Linked DNA regions of Gossypium hirsutum: regions 2 and 3 are each linked to region 1. A link is a contact called in public Hi-C data. All regions are on one chromosome and are shown on one strand. The core of a region is the stretch at or near the end of the contact, and the rest is flanking DNA. Distances in the headings are between cores, read along the strand shown. Region 1 holds the start of LOC107898672. Region 2 holds the start of LOC107915016 (zinc-finger homeodomain protein 2). Region 3 holds the start of LOC107897572.

Evidence for each region. A called contact is a pair of places that touch in the nucleus more often than the background predicts.
Region 2: a Hi-C map of leaf shows a contact between it and region 1, with 6 times the contacts expected there. The contact joins the promoter of LOC107915016 here to the promoter of LOC107898672 in region 1. A contact is called at or near these places in 6 of 34 Hi-C or Micro-C datasets (fibers, hypocotyl, leaf and 1 more).
Region 3: a contact with region 1 is called in a Hi-C map of leaf, with 2.4 times the contacts expected there. The contact joins the promoter of LOC107897572 here to the promoter of LOC107898672 in region 1. A contact is called at or near these places in 5 of 34 Hi-C or Micro-C datasets (callus and leaf).

What each region holds. Positions count from the first base shown.
Region 1 is chrA11:55,074,192-55,077,719 of Gossypium_hirsutum_v2.1, reverse strand. LOC107898672 reads right to left here and starts at 1,982. Exons shown (of 23, transcript XM_041081984.1): 1 at 1,837-1,982; 2 at 1,198-1,280; 3 at 490-999. The coding sequence starts at 1,245.
Region 2 is chrA11:54,267,107-54,270,634 of Gossypium_hirsutum_v2.1, reverse strand. It overlaps LOC107915016 (zinc-finger homeodomain protein 2), which reads right to left and starts at 1,785. Exons shown (of 2, transcript XM_016844141.2): 1 at 442-1,785; 2 at 1-133. The coding sequence starts at 1,147. The coding sequence ends at 75.
Region 3 is chrA11:55,677,085-55,680,612 of Gossypium_hirsutum_v2.1, reverse strand. LOC107897572 reads left to right here and starts at 1,888. Exons shown (of 2, transcript XM_041081988.1): 1 at 1,888-2,127; 2 at 2,656-3,528. The coding sequence starts at 2,717.

The DNA.
Region 1 (3,528 bases), core at 733-3,232:
TTAGACTAACAATAAATTTAAGTTGACCATCAAAGCGGTCTTCACATTTCAATCTTATAATTTCATATTACAATCAAGTTAAAGAATACCCCCAAATGAAGCCATTTCAACATCTCCAGTCCCATTCCCATAACCGGTCAAACCATTAGAAAGTTAAAAAGGAAACATTTTAGGATGTGAAACCCTGGTAGCTCACCAATTGACAATGGAGATATCACCCAATGTACTTTGCACATAAAAAAAGGTACCATCTTAAATTTGTATAAGCATGACCAAAAAGTGTTGCCAAGTGCCCAGGTTTCTACTTTAATGCTTAAGGGGGCACAATCAAAGCAACTTAATAAAATAATAACAAATTACCAAAGGAAATAACATTAAAGGAGAAAGTGCTTGAGTAAAAGCAAAATTCTTAGCGAGGTAAGTAAAGGTTTTGTATCCAGAAGTTCACTTAAAGATGCAAAACTATTTAGATACTATTTCAATGCCTACCCTAGAAGTAACTGTAGAAGAATAACTATCTGAATTATATGCTTCCCCAGGAGGTGCACCACCATTGTTGCTTCTATACTGCATATACGAAACTTCAGTGCTACAGGCAGAATCTGAAAATTGCTTATCTACAGTGTCCGCCTTCCCACCACAGACCTGAGCTGGTCTCTGAGCACCATTTCCTAGTTTCAGCTGAGGTCCATAATGACCATGAGCCTCTGATTTCTGCATCGAAGCAGCTGCAACATTATGCACCTTATCATCTTGTGGAGATGAAATGAACGAGTACTGCCCGTCATGGGCATGCTCTTCAGAATCAGATGAGATGTCCATGTCTGATTCTGAACCATCATCATTGCCACTAACAGGTATTATATTCTGGGATAAATGTCCATTACGAAATTTTGCAGAAGGAGGTAATCCAGCATTTCTTAAACTGGTAATAGGGTCAAGTGCTTGTTTTACTGCCATGGTCACACCGAAAAAATCTCTGTTCTTGGCAGCACCTCCCTAATACAAGTTTAAAACAATAAGATCAGACTCGACCAACACCTCAGACTACACTATATACGTAAAAACTACTTCAAACATTACCTTCACGAATCAATGAAATATCTATATATTTAAATAAACAAATGTTTGCAGCAAATACCTATACAAATGCATAAATGTATGAAATTATAGGGATAAACAACTGAAATGACTCACCGCACGAACCCATCTGAACGCATCCTTGTCAAGGCCTTGGGTGAACATTGTAAAGTTCTTCCACTTGACCTAAAATCCAACCCCTAAGAGAGAGTTTAACACCCAAATTAACACAAGCAAAAGAGCAACACTAGCAAACTAAATAATTAATAAAAGAAACTGGGGAATTCTGATCATGTTTCTTTCCTTGTCTGTCTTTCTAATCAAGCAGTGTGAAAAAAAAATAAAGTCCAAAACTTTACCAAAAAAAGTCAAAATATAGCAAAACCAAATCATTAATATGATCGATTGTTTTCTAGATGAATGGAAAAGAAAATCTATATGAAAAAGATGGAAAAGTACAAGTTTCCAGCACCGACATTCTTTTATTTTATTATTTTCCTTAAAAGGATTCCGAGAAACCAAACAGAGAAAATAAAGATGATGAGAATTCAATTCAACTTCACATGCCAAGCACTGATCAGAGTAGTAACAAAGAAACCAATTACTGAAATCTCATTAGCTTCAATGATCAAACCAGCAAAAGGATATCACTAAAACTCAATAAAATCCCTCCGCCGCCCAAAGGGGAAGAAAAAAACCTTGACTTTTGATCAAGTTTAGTAATGAAGAGAAAGTAGAGATGGAAAAACTACTCACACAAAGTGATTGTGAAAAGAGAGTGAGAATTGGAGTGACAGTGAGAGTAAAACACAAAATGGGTCTAGTTCAACAGTTCAAGCAAAATTCTTCTTAGCTTTATAAAAAATCATTTATTATATTTTTCCTTTTATGTCATCAATTAATAAGAAGAATAAATGGTTGAAGATGGAAGCGAAATTTAGGAGAGAATAAACGAACATTAAGACGGAAACATAGAACTAACGGAGAGTCGTAAAGTTAACGGGAAGCTGACGTGGCAAGTGAACGCGCGCCTCTTTATAACGGCTGGATATATTTTAATAGTTTCTTTTTCGAGCTTGGTTTGGTTGCACACAGAGGCCAAGATGGGTTACTTTAGGGCAGAGGGGACCCACGCGCATCTCAAATGGTGCTTTCAGTCCAAACTGCGGGTGTGCTGTAAATCCCCCCTGCCCAGCTATTATTTATTCCCCCACCCCACCCTGATTTTCCGCGCTTATTTAAGACTTAATCACGAAGGTATATAAATAAAGGGTAAACTTCTTAGAAACCTAAAACTTTCATTTTGATCACTCAAAGTATTAAAACTCCAAAGGTGGTTTAATGTACACATTATATCATGTTTACATTTCTATTTTAGTGAAAAAGTAATAAAAACTAAAATAATACATAAAAACTGTCAAATTATATTTGTTTATCGATTGCTGAAATTCTAAATTTTATTTTAATATTGAAATTTTAAGTTTCAAAATATCAAAAGAAATTGAATAAATTATTGATTTTTTTTGTTCATAGAAGAATGTCAACCAATTTGGTATTATAATATTAAAATTAATTAATTTAATCTTCTTTTAAATTTTAAAATTTTATTTTTTAAATTTTTAAATTTTATTTTTTGTTCTAAATTATTCTTAATGAAATAATTCATATTTAATAATTGTCTACAAAACTTAAAAAAAATTTGATTATATAGTCTCGAATCTTTCATACTAAGCTAAAAGTAAAGGAACAAATATTTGCAATTAATTAAATTAATTGTTTCTTCTTCATGTGAGTAAAGAAGTGATGAAGAAAGTATGAGTTTTATTTGGAATGGAAGATAAAATTTATTAATTTAATTAATTATAAGGATTTTTCTTTATTTTTAGCTTAGTATGAAAGATTCAATATCATATAATCAAAATAAAATTGGGTTTCACATACAACTATTAAAGTCAATAATTTTCATTGATGTTTTTTTAACATAATTTCAAAACATCAAAATAAATTAAATAAAATTGTTAAATTTTTTATCAATTGATAATGTCAACCGATTTACTACTATAATTTTGAATCTTAATATTTAAAAATTTATATTTCAAAAACCAAATTTAGCATTTTCGATAATAGGATAAACAAGTACAATTTGACAATTTTTGTGTATTATTTTAGTTCCTACCGCTTTTCACTTTAATCCTTATTTTTTTTATTCCAATCAATAATTAAAAATATACTTTTTGGGGTCATTAAAATGAAAATAATCTAAAATTTAGGTGACTAAAAAGAAAATGCAAACATGATGCGGCTTATATAGTTAACTGTTGCTAGAGATTTAACACTTGAGTGACTACAATGAAAGCGCCCTAAAAATTGAGTAACCAATTTGCAAAAAATTTATTTTGAATGACAAAAATAAAAGTATCCTAAAAATTGGGTGACCAACTAGGTAAT
Region 2 (3,528 bases), core at 536-3,035, 810 kb after region 1:
ACAAAAAAGATCTTACTCGTGAGAAGCTCATAATCCATCCCCATGCTCATAAAACTGTTAAAGCTCTTCCATGTTCACGCCTCTTGCATTGTATTGCATTGCATGTCTCCACTTTGCCTCAATGCACCATTATCTAAATCCATGTTCACATTAAAATAGAGCTTTGATATGCAACAAAATCAAAGTATATTAGAACTAAAAAAATTTCATCTCATTAGAGCTAAAATTAAGTAGCCATTAACATGATGTAACAATATTAATATTAGTAACCTACCCTTCAACATCATAATCACTACAAAAGTACTAAATGTTAACCCGCCCCCCACCCCCATAGTAACCCTAAATACTCTAACTAAAAATCCCCCCCCCAAGTTTTTCTTTTCTCATTTTTGTTTTCCACTCACTCTAAACCGTGAAGAAGGTGTTTCTAGGGTTTCTTACCAAGAGTATTCTTGTTATTGTGCATCCAAACTTTGAAAACATGCCTTTTGACCCCAGTTTCATTGCAGAACTGTTGAACAATCGCTTCATCTTGTTTTTGAATCCGCCACCCTAACCTCTCAGCCAAAGCCAACATCTTCTCCTTTTGTTCCTGCGTGAACTTTGTTCGAAACCTCTTCCTCGAACTCCCTTGATTCGAAACATCATCTTGGTCTTCCCTGCTGTGTCCTCCGCCGCCTCCTGATATCGATGGTAGGGCTAACGGCCTTTGCTGTCCAGCCATGTGGAGGAACCCCGTTGGGGGTCTAAAGTAAGGAGTGAATTGCGGTGGTTGGTGGTGGGGGTGGTGGAAGTAGAGGTCCGTCATGGGGACGGAGTGTGGGGAACCCAGGTCCGTTTCCTTACGGTGGAAGTTCCGGTGGCAGTTACAAGCTGCGCATTTAAGAGCATCGAGGGTACCTTCGGTTCCAGCTGGCATGAACTCACCGCAACCGTCGACGGCGTGACCGCCGATTCCCACCGCGTGGTTCTTCAAGCACTCTCTATACCTTGGTTTCCTCTGCTGCTGTTGCTGCTGCTGAGCCGTTGGAGTTATCGAACCCGGTTCGACACCTGACATTTTGACTCGAGATGAGTTTGCAAGCGGGTCATAACTCGGTGCCAAACCCATCTCCTCTTCTTGCTCCTCTTGATCCTCAAACTCCATTTCTCCCACCAAAGACAAAAATTTACACCCCCGCAAAAAAGAGATTTTTATAAAAAAGAAAAAGCACCCTTTTCTTCACTAATAGAGACGAAAAAGAAGATAAGAGGAGCAAGACAGTGTGACCATAATTTTTTTTTCCCCTTGAACCTGTCTTTTTATCTGCAAAAGAAGCAGTTTTCTTCTCTCTTTTCCTTTCTTTTTTTTTTTTTTTACCAAGGATCCTTCTTGATCACTCTCCCATTCCAAAACAAATATCTTTCAACTCCTCATCTCATTTATTTATGTGTTGATTGGTTTTTTTTTTTTTACTGAACTGTAAAATACATTGGGCTGGTTTATAAGAATTAGAGTGGGTACTGTGAAGATAGCAGGGCTGGGGTTTGTCCACTGTTGGGTACAGTCTGCAGAGCGGACAAAATAAAGGAATCCAACGCTTCACGCGCTAACCACGCTCTTCTCTCAACACTGAAACTTACGTTATTTATTTTGGATTGGAATGGGACCCTTTCAGATGGTGTTGTACTCTCGCGTAATCTCGTTACCGAAAGGTGGGACATGGAAGTGAGGTCAGGTGGCGCGTGAGACGGCGCGTAATGAGATAGTACGGGGGTTGCAGAAGAAGATGGGGGACACGGAATTACTTGGGGAAGCAATAAATTGTCGGCATTAAAAGCGAAGCTTGGGCACGACGTCTTACGTGTGTGCCAAAGTTTCCGACATAAGTGGTGACGCGCTGTTGGCGTCAACATGTAATTAATTTTCCCGCTAGGTTCTGTAAGAGAGAGAGAAAATTAAGGATAGAGAGGGCAATAGTAGGAGCATAAATATGGTTATTAATACTCTCCTCTGATTCGCGTGCAAGGAACGTGCTTAGTAACTCATTAGTGCGGCGGTTTGTGTTTCGAGGTCAAAAGTGTCTTTGCCAAACCCAAACCATGCAGGCATGGCATGCACACAATAGGTTGATTGGGGGAGATGTTCTTTTTCTGACTATTGCTTTTTCTTTCCTCAAAATTTAAAATAGAAATAGTGTTAGTAAAAAGCCGATTAGAAAATTTTAGGTCAAGAATTTAATTTGAATATAAAATCATAAGAAATCTACCGCTTTTCTATTGGTTCAAAATAGCATAATGTGTACATATATATTGAAAATTCGGGATAAAATCAAGAGGCCACAAGCTGTTTGACATTAATAATTAATGATTCCCCTTCCAATTCTACCCAAAATTCATGTCATATATATATATATAGATATTATCTTTAAAAATATAGAAATTAAATAAAAAATTAAAAATGTTCCACTTGTTAAACATTGATTTATAGTTAAATTTATCCTATTTCAACATTTTCATTTTTTATTTAATTTCTATATCTTTAAAGATAATATCTATGTTTTTAAATCATTATTTAAGTTCAATTAAATGATTTATAGTTTATCATCCATTAATTTAACTTAAATAAACTTCTATTTATTTAAAATAGCTTTTATATTATCTAGGTTAGTTTTTATTTTAATAATTAAATATTACCCATACTTAGTTTTTAGGTTAATTTTAAGTTTAAAAATACATATTTTCTTAATTAAACATAAATTTAAAAATTAAATAAATATAAATTTAAGTTGTTAATTTATTGATTTTATCTTAGTTAAATTTATGAAAAGATTATTAGAGATTATATTAATATTTTTACTAAAAATGGTTCGTATTTCTATTTTATTAAATTTAATATAATATCATTTCTATAAATAATATATTGGCTAATCTTAGAAAATGTACTTAGACATTTATTAGCAAAAACCTTTTTAAGTATAAAAATACGTAAGTGGTTTTATTTTTATTTTTTTAATAGAATTAATGTTAGAAAAATTAACTCCAGGTCGACTTGTTCAAGTTAAATATTTACATCCAAGTATTTTTTTAGCATTAATTTTTTCCCATTTTCCATAAATATTTACATACACCCATCAATATTTTAAATACTAAGGTGTGATAATAATAAATATTAAGTTATAATTTTAATTAGGTAATCAAAATTTAAATAAAAACTAATTAAATAAATTTTCTTCTTCATTTAACTTAAATATTTATTTATATATTATCTATAATATTATATATTTTAAATTTTGATTCTAACATAAATATTTTTTAAAAAATAATTATCACACTTTAAAAAAAAGTCCATATATATATGCATTTTATTATAACAATTTTTTAAAGAATTTACTTGCGATGTTTTGAAGTCCACAACCTCGATCTGCGTTGTCCATTGTTGAACCTACACCATTTTAGAATATGAACTTCTCCTCATTAATGATCGCTTCCTCACCGTTTAGATTGTTTAGATCAAACCTCAAACCCTTCAAGATATGGAACCCGAAA
Region 3 (3,528 bases), core at 639-3,138, 600 kb before region 1:
TCATTAATCGCATAAAACATATTATGTAATTATTGATATTTTAGTTAAATAATTGTGACATCGTTGAAATTTTAATTATGTTACATAGAATTTATGCCTATTTTGCAACAAAACTTTAGATTATATATATTATGATATAGTATATGATTTATATATATATATATATAAAAGTAGATGTAGACTTTTGCAATTAATAAATATGGTGTAATTTTTAACATTTTGTAATTAATTGAGCTTTACTTCTACATAAATGTTACATTTTATTTTGATCATTAAATTTTTAATTTTTTTTAAATTTAATCATTAAATTATTTAAAATTAATTTTTTATTACTCAATCTTAACCGTATTTAAAATTTAATGAAATTACTGATAATTTTTTTATTAGTTTAATAACAAATTTAACTCAAATTTATCAATAAAAAATTTAACAAATCTAACCTTCACAAAATGACAAATAAATGGGCATCCCAGCTAGAGATATTATCCTACAAATCTACCTCTTCTGGATGGAATTCGGTGCTTCAATCTCTGAGTTATGGGGTGAGGATGGGCAATGGCTGCGGAGCAGTTTTTCAATGTGAAATTGCTGGTGGAACAAGTTGGGGTTCGGGTGGAAGTGGCGAGAGGCATAACCTGTGAAGTGAAGAATGAAGAAGTGGCAGCCAAGATTGAATTGGTGACGAGCGATAGCGAGAAAGGAAAGGAGATGATCGAGAGTGCCATTAAAAAATATGACGTGGAGGAAGGTTTCAAGGGCTCTTCTGCGAAAGCCATGGAAAATATTCAATTTAAGTTCATTTTAAACATTTTTTTACCTTTAACCCCATCAAAAATCACAAAATTTTATTTTGATACCTAATGTCCAATTCCTGACTTCGGATAGAAGTTAAACCTAAACTTAAACAGTAAAAAAGGAATTATTTTGATAGAGCAACAGGTCAAAAAGTTTACAATTTTTTTTAAAAAAATTAAAACCCTTCATTTTGTAAATGTTGATGATTAAATTTATTGATTTTTTTTAGAATTTGAACTAAAATAAAAAAAATTTAGAAACATTGAGAGTTAATTTTGTTAATTTTTTTTATATTTAAAGTCAAATTAATAGAATTTATAAACATCAGAGGGCTAAATTTATTATTAGACCAATACAAAAACCTAACGTTAGCACTCTCGTCAAAATTCAAATAGTTGTTAACATTCTATGACCAAAAAAAAAAGATTTCAAATTGTTTACTGACTAAATTAGAAAATTTAAAAGTTTAATGATCAAAATAAAATGTAAGTAATAGTTTAGTGACCGTCTTTGTACTCTATCATTAAAAATTTATGAAAATTTAAAAATATTTAAAGTTAAAAAGAAACACTGGTTAGTGCTCATCAACTCTGATCAATGGTCAGGTAATACCTAGTCAACATCGGTCAAATATTGGTCAACTATCAGTCAACATTGATCAACTATGGTCAACTATTGATCAAAGTATTTTTTTTTATTTTTTAAATTTTTAATATAAAAGTTTTAATTTTAATAATCATTAATGCCGCATGGCTCATTCTAATTAGTTGGATGTGCCACTTGGCAAATTCTGATTAACGTCATATATCACTGAATTCTTTGACACTGTTATAAAAATTGGACTAAATCAAGTAACAAAATAATAATTTATATACCAAAATGAGACAAGAAAAAATCTTAAATACTAAAGTGGAAAAAGAGGTATAATTCGGGGCGAAAATAAGCATTAACCCTGTATATTATATAATAATTCTTTTAAAAAAATAATTAAAAATTAAATCTGATAGATTTTAATATATTAATTTATGAGCGATTTAAAAAGCCCTTTGTCCAACCCTAAACCCAATTTGGACTCCCTAACGGCTAGTCCATTTTCAAATTTTCCCCGTGGAAGGCATACACCGTGAACTCTCCGTCCAATTAATTTAAAATTTCCCCACTCTCCCTAACGGCTCTCTCTGCACCACTTTCTCTGTCATTCCTTTTCCTTTATTTTTCCCATATTTTCTCTTTGTATGTTTAGTAAATGCGGAGAACCAGAAGATCACCGAAGGAAGTAAAACTTGCAGTCAAGCCTCCTCAAATGGCTAATCTATAATCCCAAGACTAAAGGTACTTCTTTGGGTCTTTTGATTTATTTTTTTCCCCTATGTTTAATTTGAAAATAAAAATAACTCAAGAATGTTTAAAATATGTGACCAAAATGATGGCTTTTTCCCCCTTTGGCTTAGTCCTCGTGGGGTAATTACTAATTTGTTGTTGCACTGCGAAGTTTTCTTTAAAAATCTTTGTATCTTGGTGTTACGGGACTTTAGGGTTTTAGGTATTTGGAATTTTTTTTTATTTTAATGTTTCATTTTGTTTTCGTTTTGCTGCTATCTGTTTGTTTCCTCTTAAAACTATAGAAAATAAAACGATATTAGGTCTTGGATTTTCTTCAGAAAATAAAATATATTTCAGTTTACAGTGAGGGTTTTCTGCATTTTAAAGGAATTCTGGCGGATAATACTAATTATATGCTTATTTAAATATTTCATGAGTAATAAATACAGCAATGCTTTTGCTTATTTACGAGCCATTATCTTTGGGACATAATGTTAAACTTGTTAGCTAAAAGATCTGTGTTTTGCTTGCAAACAGGTCTAATTTAAGAAGAGGTTTTCAGAAAAAGAAAAAAGAAAAAAAAGAAAGAAAGAAAGAAATGGCAATGGAGAAGGTTTATGAAGAGCTAGAGGAAGTCAAATTTGAGAACGAGAAGCTAAGGTCAGATTTAAAAAGCAAAGCTGAATTGTATGAGCACTTGAAGAAGTTCCAGAATGAGCAGTCAACAAAGCTCCACGAAGCGAGTTCAAAAATCGAGAAGCAGGGGCAACAAGTTCTTGAAAAAGAGGAAGAAATCTCAGTGGTGACGCGAACTAATGAAGATCTTAAATGCAATCTGAAAGAGAAAGAATCTATCATCAAGCATTTGAATGCTGCCAACGATAAGCTGAGAGCCGAGCGTGACGGGAAGAATCAGAAACGGGAGCAGGAAATTGGAAGGTTGGTATTGGCTTTAGATGAGGCGAATGAGAAGAGTATAGATCAAGAGCAAAAAATGGACATGCTTAAGGCAGAGATTGAAGGCCTCAAAGCTCATTTGTTGGTTTCGCAGAAGAAGCATTCAGAAGCAGAGAAAAAGGCCAAAAATCAGAAGGACCTGAGAGAAAGAGATGATGTGCTGGTCAAAGTAGAGGAAGACATGAAGAAGGTTGAACATCAGCTAAAATGGAAGAAGGAGCAGTTTAAACACCTAGAAGAAGCACATGACAGGCTCCGAAATCAGTTCAAGGAGAGTGAGAAAGAGTGGGAGAAAGAAAAATGTACTTTGTTCGATGAGATTTCTTCGCTGCAGACAAGACTAGATTCTCAGATCCGAATTACAGGAGATCTCCAAAGCCGGTTGCAGATGTGCAACCAAGCCCTGGCTCATGAAGAGACCCGAAGAAAGTACCTGGAAGTTGAAATTTCAGA